3 separate regions of the Rattus norvegicus genome follow, and regions 1 and 2 are each linked to region 3. Evidence: chromatin contacts called from public Hi-C data. All regions are on one chromosome and are shown on one strand. Each heading gives the region's core, a stretch centred on a gene start, on an enhancer-like site or on the middle of the called end of the contact. The rest is flanking DNA. Distances are from core to core; before and after follow the strand shown. Region 1 holds the start of Ppp1r11 (protein phosphatase 1, regulatory (inhibitor) subunit 11). Region 2 holds the start of Gabbr1 (gamma-aminobutyric acid type B receptor subunit 1). Region 3 holds the start of Trim26 (tripartite motif-containing 26).

Evidence for each region. Hi-C and Micro-C count contacts between places; a contact is called where the count stands out from the background.
Region 1: a contact with region 3 is called in a Hi-C map of liver, with 2.3 times the contacts expected there. The contact joins the promoter of Ppp1r11 here to the promoter of Trim26 in region 3. A contact is called at or near these places in 2 of 12 Hi-C or Micro-C datasets (liver and mammary epithelial cells).
Region 2: a Hi-C map of Schwann cells shows a contact between it and region 3, with 2.8 times the contacts expected there. The contact joins the promoter of Gabbr1 here to the promoter of Trim26 in region 3. A contact is called at or near these places in 3 of 12 Hi-C or Micro-C datasets (Schwann cells, liver and mammary epithelial cells) and 1 of 1 datasets of contacts at active chromatin or transcription factors (oligodendrocytes).

The regions. Positions count from the first base shown.
Region 1 is chr20:1,604,073-1,607,864 of GRCr8, forward strand. Ppp1r11 (protein phosphatase 1, regulatory (inhibitor) subunit 11) reads left to right here and starts at 2,511. Exons shown (of 3, transcript NM_212542.3): 1 at 2,511-2,783. The coding sequence starts at 2,712. Polr1h (RNA polymerase I subunit H) reads left to right here. Exons shown (of 5, transcript NM_001166300.1): 5 at 1-16.
Region 2 is chr20:1,496,841-1,500,850 of GRCr8, forward strand. Gabbr1 (gamma-aminobutyric acid type B receptor subunit 1) reads right to left here and starts at 2,396. Exons shown (of 23, transcript NM_031028.3): 1 at 2,188-2,396; 2 at 1,686-1,767; 3 at 837-1,040; 4 at 1-87. The coding sequence starts at 1,767.
Region 3 is chr20:1,734,133-1,737,956 of GRCr8, forward strand. It overlaps Trim26 (tripartite motif-containing 26), which reads right to left and starts at 2,179. Exons shown (of 8, transcript NM_001011665.3): 1 at 2,100-2,179; 2 at 1,782-1,870.

The DNA of each region.
Region 1 (3,792 bases), core at 1,261-3,760, 130 kb before region 3:
TTATTTTTCTATGAAACTTTGACGTTATCTGTGTCACTCTAAATCTTCTGTCCTGGTCGGGCACTGGTGATATTTGCCCTGTCACGGATAGACGGACAAGGAATTCAGGGCCAGCCTGAGCTACCTAACAAGCTAAAAAAACTAAAAAAAAAAAAAAAAAAAAAAAAACCCAATAATCGGTCTCATTCCAAAGGGAATTTAAGTGAAACAGAGATCCAGCTATAAAAAAAGAAAAAAACTATAATAAAATAATGGAGTTGGGCATGAGGCTGTTGTGGGTCTAAGAGATTCCCAAGGATCATAAATAAATTTTAATAAGAGGCTTTATTAAGTACTCATGGCACCAGGACTGCAACTGAGAGCACTCCCAAGATGCAGCATCAAAGCCTATAAAGTTAAAAACCACCAGATTACATATACTCTGCCTGCATGTAGGCAGAGTCTAATTTTAGCATTAGTGTCTTAGCCATTGAGCAGAACAGGTAAATTTGGGGTTAAAAGTTTTGTGGATGGGGGTTGGGGATTTAGCTCAGTGGTAGAGCACTTGCCTAGCAAACGCAAGGCCCTGGGTTCAGTCCCCAGCTCTGAAAAAAAGAAAAAAAAGTTTTGTGGATGGATTGGTGTCTCTAGTGCTCCACTGGGGTTCCTCTCTGGCTACAAGAGGTGGGCTCTTCAGAATTCATATCCCCAGTGTAGTGTGAGTCATAGCAAAGGCCACCTCCATTGATTCTTGGGTGCCTTCCCTTATCCCTCATCCTGGAGAGAGCCCCCCAACCCTCCACCTCCTCACCCGTTAGTTGCAGATTTTTTGTTCATTTTGATGGCCATCCAGCCATCTCTCCTTTCCCTCCTGGCACCTGATCCTGAACCCATTCCCTTACCTATCCCCCTCCTTTCCAGTTCCCTCCCTCCATCTGCCTCATGACTATTTGATTCCCCCTTCTAAGTTAGAGTCAAGCTTCCTCACTTGGGCCTTCTTGTTTAGCTTCTTTGGGTCTGTGTAATGTAGCATGGTACCTGTATTTTATGGCTAATATCAACTTATAAGTGAGTACATACCGTGCATGTTGTCCTCTGAGAGGCTCCACCCAGTTGCTGACTCAGACAGATACAGACACCCACAGCCAAACAGTGTGTGGAACTTGGGGACTCTTATGGAAGAATAGGAGGAAGGATTTCAAGCCCAGAAGGGAATAGGAACTCCACAGGAAGACCAACTGAGTCAACTAACCTGGACCCTTAGGGCTCTCAGAATCTGAACCACCAAAGATCATACGTGGGCTGGACCCAGACCTTCCCCCACGTATGTAACAGATTGGTTGTCATGTGGGTCCCAAACAACCGAGTGGGGGCGACCCCAAAATCTGTTACCTGTACATGGAATAGGTTCTTTTAGCTGGACCGCCTTGTCTAGCCTCAATGGGATGGAAGGCACCTAGCTTGAATGCCAGGGTGGGATACCCAGGAGGGCTCCCACCAGCTCAGAGGAAAAGGGGTGAGGGGATGGGAGAAGGGTTGTGAGAGGGACACAGTGAGCAGGATATAAAGTGAATAAGCAAAAATATAAAATTTAAAAAACAGAATAATAATGTATTGGGTGGTGGTAGTGTAGGCCTTTAATCTCAGTACATGGGGAGGCATAAGTAGATGAATCTGAGTTTGAGGACAGCCTGGTCTACTAATCGAGGCTAGGGCTATACACAAAGAAACCCCGTGTCTGGTTAAAAAAAAAAAAAAAAAAGGTAAGTGGGCTGCCAGGGTACAACTTGTAAAAGCTAGGAGCTTACAAATTAAAGGCCTTTTTTCACGTTTGGTCTCTCAAGCACAGTAAGCCTAAATGTAAACCATCACAAGGCCAATAAAAAAAAATAAATAAAAAGCGAAACCGGTATACATATGATACATATATCCTATCTAAATTTAGTTTCTCATTGTAAGGAAACAAAAACTGGAATTTTGGGACGGATGGTGAAAGATTCAACAGAACTTAACCAGATGAATTTGAATTTTTCACTCTGCCCCCTGCATCTAGCCCTTGCATTCTTCAAACAGAGAACTAAACAGCAGTCTGGGTGTTTCACACTTTTATCTTAGGGCCTACTACAGTCGAATAATTTCAGGTTTAGTGTACCCTCACTGAGATATCAACAAACAGGGAGAGGACTAGACCCCAGTGCATTTCCTGCTCCCGGAAAACCGTTTCTCGACAGAATAGTAAAATGGAATTTGGCCGAGATAGAGTCCCTGTCCCACCTATTTTTTTCACGCTCAAGGATACAGCAGGTAGGGGAAGCGTCGTGGGCACAGAGAGCTCATCCCCTGTGCCTGCAGGGTTGACCGGCCAATGAACTTAGGCCCTGGGCCGCCTGGCCCCACCCCACAATGACGTAGCTTCTGCTAACCTTAGCGTCTGCGCTCTATTGCATTACGGCGGAACTAATCTGATGACGCCTGTTTTGGCCCGAGCGGTGCTGGGGAAGAGAAACTGGGTTCTGCAGGATGCGTCACACCCGGAAGTGAAAGGCCGGAAGTGGGGTTGGACAGGTTTTTCCCCAGGGGTGGGGAAGCAGAGGCCCTGGAGGAGTAGGGGAGATTAAGAAGCCAGAGCATCCTGGCCTCTACTCCGAATCGTGTACCGGTTCTCTTAGATCTCAGAGGCGCAGAAAAAGGGAGGGGTGTCTCATCCTGGTTCCTCGCTTTTCGCTTTAGCCATGGCGGAGGCAGGAGCCGGGGGGCTGAGTGAGACCGTCACTGAGACAACGGTTACCGTGACAACCGAGCCCGTGAGAAACGCGGGCAGGGGGGCTGTTTAGGGGTCTGGGAAGCACTGGGAGGGGGATGGGGGTCTGGAAAGTTGGAGGGTTTGGGATCTGGGACCTGTGGGGTTTACTCTTACTGGGAAAATCGGAAGTGACTAGAAATGCTTGGAGCGGCTCAGATGGTTCAAGTGACTCGTCAAGGATTGTTTAATCTGCAGTTACAATTAGAGTATAGGTGTTACGGCTTGGGGTGGTGGTCTGTGTACGTAATAAACGGAAACTGGACCAAGGAAGGTACTGGAAGGAAGCGAAACGCCATTTGAGAAAGCATGGTTTTGGAGGCAAGCGTGCAGAACGAGTACTTACCAGTAGTGCTCGCCAATAGATAGTCATGGAATGGGTGCGTGTTAAAGCGGAGGGAGGGAATGAGGAAACAAGAAAATAAGGTGAAGGTAGTATTTTGACATATCAGAGAGGAGAGAAGCAAATGAGCAAACAGCCTTTGCAAAACCAAATTGCTTTCAAAGGGAGAAAGATGCGCTGGGTCTAATAATGTCTGGGTTGAAAGGGGCTTAGTTGTTTAGTAATTATTACCAGAGATGCCAGGGTGTTAAAGAATAAGTGAATACGATTAGGGAGCCCTGGGCTTGAAGATGAGAGAAGAATGAAGGCTCTCTTTGTAGGAGGAGAATTTTGGATATTTGTTTTATTTTGATGTGTGTGGATGTATGTAGCCTGAAGTCAATCTCAAATGTTTCTCAAGCCTGGCATAAGTTTGTTTGTTTCTTTCTTTCTTTCTTTCCTTCCTTCTTTCCTTTCTTCTTTGATACAAAATCTTTTTTTTTTTTTTTTAAAGCTGGCCAAATAGGCTAGACTGGCTAGCAAGAGATCTGCCTTTTTCCACTTCTCCAATACTGGAATTACAAACGTGCACCACCATCACCACATCTGACTTCTTGTTGTTGTTGTTGTTGTTGTTGTTGTTGTTGTTGTTTTCTTGATTTTGGGAGATCAAACTCAGGTCTTCATGCTT
Region 2 (4,010 bases), core at 1,146-3,645, 240 kb before region 3:
GGGCTCCATCCAGAGCTGGGAGGTCCCCACCCGTCAGGAAAACCTTCCCATTTTCCAGGGTCAAATAAGACTTGGAGCAGATTCGGACTGTGGAGAGACAGGAAAATAAGAAGAAAGGCAAGTTGCAGAGGATTCTTCCCCTAGGGAGTACAGAGAATTAGGTTTGGGTCTAGGTTCACAAGCATCCTGTTCCACAGGAAATCAGGTGTGCAATATCTATGTTTCCCTTCCTCCTCCCTTTTCTCCCCGGTCCCCCTGTATCCACATTCCTATCAGGAAAAAAAATAGCATTTCTATTGTAGGAACCCAAGATGGAGCTATAAGCACACAAAACAGATACTGCTCACAGCACAGTGAAGTGGGTAGCTATCTGCCTTTGAAATGTGCAGATGCATGTGAGTCTGGATGCACGATCAGGCTTGCTTTTCTTGTTATGGCTGGTCTGTACTACTACTGAGCCGGCTTATATGGTCATTGAGTTGGAGACAAAGGTATCAGGAAATGTAATGAAATCGTTTTATAACTTAAAGAGCAATCTCTCGCTAACGGACCTCGAAGAGTAACTCAGATGAAGAATCAAAGTTATTTCATCCAATGATCGGTATCCTAATGAAGACGATGAAGTGAATGTGCTGGCTGCTTAGCTTGCTTCCTCCCACTAGAGGCTCACAGCGACACCCCTCCTCCTACATAGTACTCATTCATTAAACGTATTTGTGAATTTGGTCCCACTGATTTAAACTGCTGACTTGCAAAACAATTGAGGTCGGTCTGCAACTGGGAAAGGGCCTGAAGGAAGAGGACAGGGGTGGTGGATGGCTTCCCAGGCTACTCACCACAGCGGCTGGGTGTGTCCATATCCGTCCAGGAGCCGTTGGCCAGGCATTTGCGCACCTTGGGCCCCACCACCTCGCGCTCCCCTCGGCACACATATTCGATCTCATAGTCCACAGGCAGGAAGTTGATGGCCTTCACCTGGTCGCGAGTCAAGCCACGGTACCTGATGCCACCTTCCCAGGGCGGATGTATAATCTGGCAACCTGAAAGGGAATGGGGAGGCACAGGGGGAACCGTGGGAGCGGGAAGGCAGCGCCGCAGTGGAAGGGGGAAGAGCAGGGCGTGGTCAATGGTGGGGCTGGGGCTGGGGGACAGAAAAAGGGGCGGGGGGCACAAGGGGCACACGACTGGAAGGTGGGAGTGGGAACAGTTAAGAACCCCAAGCTGCTGGTACGAGAGTCCACCGGTAGAGAAGTATAATGGAGAGAAATAGCTAAGAAGAAATCGTAAGGGCTATAATGTTCGGTGGTTAAAATGAGGGACCAGGGCTGTGAGGACCACACAAACCCCATTGAACGAGGACCACACGAGCCCATCAAAGCAACAAGGTGGACCACGGAAGGGGGGCGCTCTAGTAATGTGGGGCCCGGAAAGGGAGGTGGGGCTGAGAAGATAATTCGGGGTCACAGCAAAACGGTGTAGTGTAGCAACGTGAGGCAGAGGAAATGGGTGCTGGTGATGATGCGGAGTGACAGAAAGGAGGTCAGGAGTAGTGAAGTGGCTGCGGACCAGGATGCCAGGGGTGGGGGTGGGGGTGAGGTCTTGACGCGAGAGTGATGGGAAAAGGAGACGTGCAGGGAAGGGAGCTGTGGGGTGGAAGAGGTCCGGGGCGCCGGAGAAGGGTGCACCTTCCGAGGTGGCGTTGGGGGTCTGCGCCCCGCCAGCGCCCAGGGGGCGGAGGAAGAGAGGCACCAGCAGCAGCAGCAGCATCTGAGGAAAAGACAGCCGTGAGGGCACGGAGGAGCCCGCCGGCAGCGGCCTGGGCCAGCCGACGGACAGGTCTCGCTCCGCGAGCCTCACGGGCTCCGACCGCGCGGTTCGGGACGCGGAGGGCGCCCCGCGGAGGAGGCGGGGGCGGAGCCGCACGGGCTGGGGGGGAAAGGAGGAGAGAGCGCCTGTCCCCACCCTCCTCCGGCCTCCCTCGGCCCCCCACCCTCCCGGGACTCCACCTCTCTCCACCTCCTCTCAGCAGCCCCCGTGGCTAGCGCTAGCCCAGCTTACCCACGCTCTGGGGTCCCCGCTGCCCCATCACTCGCCGCTCGCACCCGAACCCCACGTACCCCCCCCCCGGCCCTGCCCTGCGTCCACCGGCCTCCTCACCAAGCCCGGGTCCTGGGGCCCCGCTCTTACCTCGGCGGCCGGTCCCGCTCCGCGGCTCTCCCCGGGCCTCAAGGCCCCAGGCCCGGCCGCGGCTCCCCGTTCTCCCTCCCGGTCCTCCAGCTTCCCCTCCCCCTGTTCTTCTTCCACAGGAATCCAGGCTCCTGCCTGGCCGGGGTCTCTCCCCTTCTCGATCGCTACCCGCAAACCCCACCCCCGTCTCTCCTTCCCCGGGGCGACGGCGGCCGCGAGAGCACGGTGCCGGGAGGGAAGGAGGCGGCGCCGGGGACCGGGGAAGCTCTCGGGCGGAGGGAGGAAGGAGGGTGCAGGGGAAGACGGGGCGGGGGGAAGGGAGGGGGGAGACCGGAGAGGGCGCCTCCCACAACCCGAGCCCCAGGAGCCGCCCCGGATCCCGGCCCCTCCCTAGACCGCCCACGGCGCGGGAGGGCGTAGGGGTGGGATGGAGGGGAACACAGGCGATCTTGCACGCAGGAAGGGACTGAGAGCTGCCGAGGGACCTGCTGGCTAGACTGCTGGAGACCGTGGGGGTGGGGGTGGGGGTGGTGATACGACCCAAGCCTAAAACAGAGAAGCTGGCACAGAGACAGGAGCCTGGATGAAGGTAGAGAAAGGCTGTTTGGACAAAGGGAAGGAAGACAAAACTGGACCTGGTAAAAGGAGGGAAGAAGATGTCACATGCTTGGAGAACAGACATTGAAAGGGAAGGGAGAAGCAAGGGTCGGAAGAGCAGCCGTGGTGGAGGGAGCACCAGGAGAAAAATGGGAGAAGAGCTGGACTGGGAGCCATAAACTTCCAGCTTATGGCGGGGAGCAAAAGATCAGGGGGCATCAAGAAGAGATACTGAGGTAGATGGAGAAAGACGGGGACATACAAAGAACCTCTACGTGAGCAGGAGCCTGTATTGCTCACACTAGGACCAGACCAAATACCTGCGCTTCTTGACTAAGGTTAAACTGGAGGCTCTGGCAGAGAGGTCTGACAGCCAAGGCTCCTGCATTGCGATTGCCCTTAATGATGATGAACAGAAAGATGAAAAGGGGGTGAGAGGCACTCCCATGCTGGTTAGTCCTTCCAGAGAGGTGGGAGGAAACCAGATATTATGGGACGCAGGAGAACCGAGGCTCTCAACCTTCAACCCTATGTTAGAACAAATACAAATACAAATTTGTAATGACTCCAAAACCACGAACTAAAAAGCATAGATTACATCACTTCCCTATGCACGTGACTAAAAAAAGAACAAAATATTTTCCCGTCTATAAGGAGGAGCATAGCAATTTGTTATAACATAAACAGTTTTAGTGTGAGTGCCCAGTTTCCCTCGAGGCAGGCAAATGCTTACACCTCTCCACAGAGTCACAGAAAAGGATCTTCTACCAACACACACTGATACAGGTGCACAGCCAGTGACTCAACTATCTCCGGCATGTTGCCATCAAGGAAGTGACTTCAGGAAATGTTGAGCGACTCTTGGTAGCAAAGTCAAGCTTCCCTAAACTCACACAGAACTGTAATTGCATTCCTAGAAAGTTTGCCGCATATTGAGACCGTTAAAAAAAAAACTATTAAGTTCTAGGCTCAGATAATTAAACACAAGTTTTCACCTACATGAATGTCCTAGGGGACTTCTGAAAATCCGGATAAAGGAGAACTCTATCTGGCAGGAGGACAGCTTTTACACAGGCTCTGCCCATACGTACACCCCTCTATCTCACAACTAAATACAAAAACAAAACCCCACAAACTTAAATGTTGCCTGGAAAGAGCCTGAGAACCACTAGGCTAAATAATGGACACAAAAGGGCTGGAGAGATGGCTCAGTGGTTAAGAGCACT
Region 3 (3,824 bases), core at 929-3,428:
TCAGCTGGGTGAGCAGGTCAGTACCTAAATCCTGACAACGTGAAATCCATGCTGAACATGGCAACCTAACTCTATCCTTTTAACACACAAACCCAATCTTAGAAGAGGGGCTCTCAGAGTATGAACCCCCAAAGAACACACAGAGGCTGGACCTAGGCCTCTCTGATATGGAGCAGATGTGCAGTTTGACCTTCATTCATGTGGGTCCTGAACGATTAGAGCTGGGGCTAACCCGAAAGCTGATGTCTGTCTGTGCAGTATGTTCTATCTGGGCTGCCTTGACTGGACTCAGTGGGAGAGGAAGCGCCTATTCTCTCAGAGACTTGAAGTGGTGGGGATTGGAGGGGATACGCAGAGGGATCCCCTACCTGCTCAGAGGAGAAGGGGATGGGGGAAGGATTGTGGGAGGGGGTAACAGGGAGGGGTCAGTGAACAGGATGTAAAGTAAGAAAAATAAAATTTAAAAGAAAAAAATATGAGTAAGACATACAATGAAGGGTATCGTCCAAACACACGTCCAGGTGCTGTGCCCCAAAGGTCCTAGTGCAAAGGGCTTGTTTCCTTGCCTTGGCTCTACTGGAGAGCAGTACAAACTTTCTGGGGGAACTCTTTAGGGTACCAAGATAGCATCCCAGAAGGAAGCTGTGGGGACGCTGATGTATCGCATCTCCCCTCTTCCTGGCTATGATGTGAGTAGTTCTGTTCCTCTGTGCACTGCTCTTTATGTGCTTGCTGCCTTGCCGTGGGCCCAGATCAACAGGTGCCAATGGATCGCGTGTTGCAACTTCTAAGCCTGTGAGCTAAAACGAGCCTTTCTCTTCCTGTGTTAGTTACCTGAGGTTTCCATTGTATAAGTATCTCCCCTGAAAACTCTGAAACCAAATCTAAAACCCAATGTAACCTGGATGAGACTATGGGGGGGGGGGGTGAGAATTTGGGTGAAAAGGAAAAGGTGTGTGGACTTTGGCCAATAATAATGAGTAACCTGTTAACGAAAGGGGAAATCAGTTGGGAGTTACACAGAAGCTCTACACACCGTTCTCTCAATCTTTCTGTAATCTACAACTGTTGTAAAAAAAAAAAATTAAGTGTATTAAGGATCGCGGCTATGTATGTGGGCAGATGTCTGTAATCTCTGTAATCCAAGCACTCAAGAGGCAGGAGGCTAACCTGGGCTACCATGGTCAGTTTCAGACCATTTTGGATGCACGGAGACACCTTGTCCTCGTCAAATTTCAAATTTAAAAGTTGCAATTTTAAAGACATTAACGAAAGCTTGCTTTTAGAAAATGTGTATATTTTTGTTTGTTTTAACTTGGGAGGAATACTCTAGGCATCATGAATCCATCTCACTAACAAGGGGTTCAGGCATGCATGAACACATGTCATTCTTCCCTTCTTTCAAGCACGCACAAATGGTTGTGCTGTCAAAATCTGGAATGTACTGGGAATTTTTTAAGCATCTTCTACCATTCACTTCCCAAAGTTAAATTTATACACTTTTTCGTTTATTTTCTTTTTTTTTGGGGGGGGGAGGGGGTCGAGACACGGTTTCTCTTTGTAGCCCCGGCTATCCTAGAATTCATTCAGTCTGTAAACCAGACTGGCCTCTGCTTCCCAAGCGCTGGGCGTAAAGGTGTGTGCCGACACCGCCAGGTTTATACACTTTTCTTTTCCTAAGCTAATTAGGCGATAAATCATTAGGGATAACGCACAGCTCCTGGTACAAGTAGTTAAGCCAGTTTACTCTGACGATAAATAAATTAAAAAAAAACATTTACATAAATATAAGACCTGCCTCTGGTCATGCACAGCTCCAAGCCACCAGGTGGAACGTCTTCCGGGTCCCTCTCACTTCTGGCTCTGGGGACTAGAAGAGACTTAAGTAAGTCTGGGTTGGACCTGAAGAGGAAGGAACACGGCGAGCTCAGGGCGAAAGGCCCAGAGGCGAGCCAGGGACGCGGCGCGCACGCGAGCTCGCTGTCCCGCGCGCCGGGGCCTGGTTAGCCCTGCCCAGGGCCCGCGGCCGCTTTCGCGGTCCCCACCCGGGTCGCGGGGCGGCTGCTCCTCCGCCTCTCACCAGTGCAGGCCGCACTCACCCGCGCCGCGCTCCGGGCCGGATCGCTCCTCTCCGTGGAGCTGTTCCGGGGGTAGGTCCTCAGCAAGCAGCCGGCACCACAGCCTCCCCGCCCAGCAGTCTCCCGGAGCTCCGTGCCCTCCGCCGAGATTTCTCTGGGACCAGCCCTGGGATTGGCTCTTGCCGAACTCCGTCCTCCAATGGCAACTTCAGGATGATTGACGTCACTGATCACTGGGCAAATCCCCAGGCTGCGGCCAAAGAGGTGAAGCGGCCGGGCCCGAGAAAAGGAAAGTGAAATCGGAAGCGGCCAGTGCGTCACGGTTGTCTTCCAGCTACTGAGGTCACGCGAGGCCTCTTGTGGGCTAGGGTGCAGGAGCCCCCCTAGCTTTCAAGACCTCATTTCTGACTCCCTGCGTTAGGGGTGAGCTGGGGTTTCTGCAAGGGCTGGGTTTTAGATGGGGTTTCTTCCTCAGGGCCTGCCTGTAACTAAGACCAGACCAGACATCAGTCTATCAAGTATTTCCAGGATCCATTGCAAGTATTACCATTTTCAAAGCTCCTAGTTAGAATGAGGCATTTTCAACCAAGTCAGGTGCTGTTCCCGCAGTACAGAACAAAGTACACACACACACACACACACACACACACACACACACGCACGCCGCCACCACCACCACAGTGATAGTTCAGCGGGTAAAGGTGCTTGCCCCCAAACCAGATGACTGGCATTCGAATCCCATATCCCCACATGATGGAACGTCCATTCAGGTTGTCCTCTAAGTTCCACGCAATGTCGCACGCGCACTCTCCCCCTGCACTAAATAAATACATGTAAAAACACGTAAAGATCTTGGCGCTAGGGAAACTGAAGCATTAGAGTTCAATACCAGCCTGGGCTACGGAGGGGGGAATTTGTCGAAAACCGAGAAAAACTACAGAACCTGCAGTATCCGGTTCTGAGGCCCTCTACAGGAGCTTTGACAGCCTCGGCAGACCCACAGCCAAGGACTCAACCACGCCCACTAGGCTGAAGGCCCAATTTGCACACTGCTTTCTGCTCTGCAGGAAATATCCGCGTTTCTCGCGGCTTCCAAAGAAGTAGTCTAAGCTGTACGTGAGCTAAATCCTAAGCCCTAACATTTCACCTCTCCCTTCTGCGGACAGGACGTTTGGAGAGTGCTTTGAGTTTCCTGTGAGCTGTTGGAGGGGGGTGGGGCGCAGTTCTGGATGTGTGTGCTCTGGACTCTGATCTCAGCACATCTAAAATCACTCGATACTTGATCTTTTAGTTGATATTGGGGGTGGGGACGTTGTTTTGTTTTGGTTTTTCGAGACAGAGTCTCACTTTGTAGCTCTGACTGTCCTGGAACTCGCTCTGTGGACCAGGCTGGCCACGTTCAGTATGGACTCTCCGCTCTGCCTGTGTTTCCTCTAAGTCTACAATAAAAATCTTCTCCATACTTTAGGAGTAGTCACGTCAAGGAATGCTGCAAAAAAATCGCACTACACCACAGACCTCATGGAAAAGATTTATTGGAAGTGGGGCGTGGAGCAAGGCAGGCTGTGAGGATGCGGGCTTGGTAATAGGGGGTTATGGAGCATGCGCATAATGAAAATACAGGACAGTGGCGAAGGTGGAAACAAGCCAGGTCCCGTTGGTCTTTAGTAATGATGAGGATTAAAGGGTGGGGGATGGAAGAGTACTTGGTTCTGGAATGTGGGTGGCTCTTGGTTGACTAACACT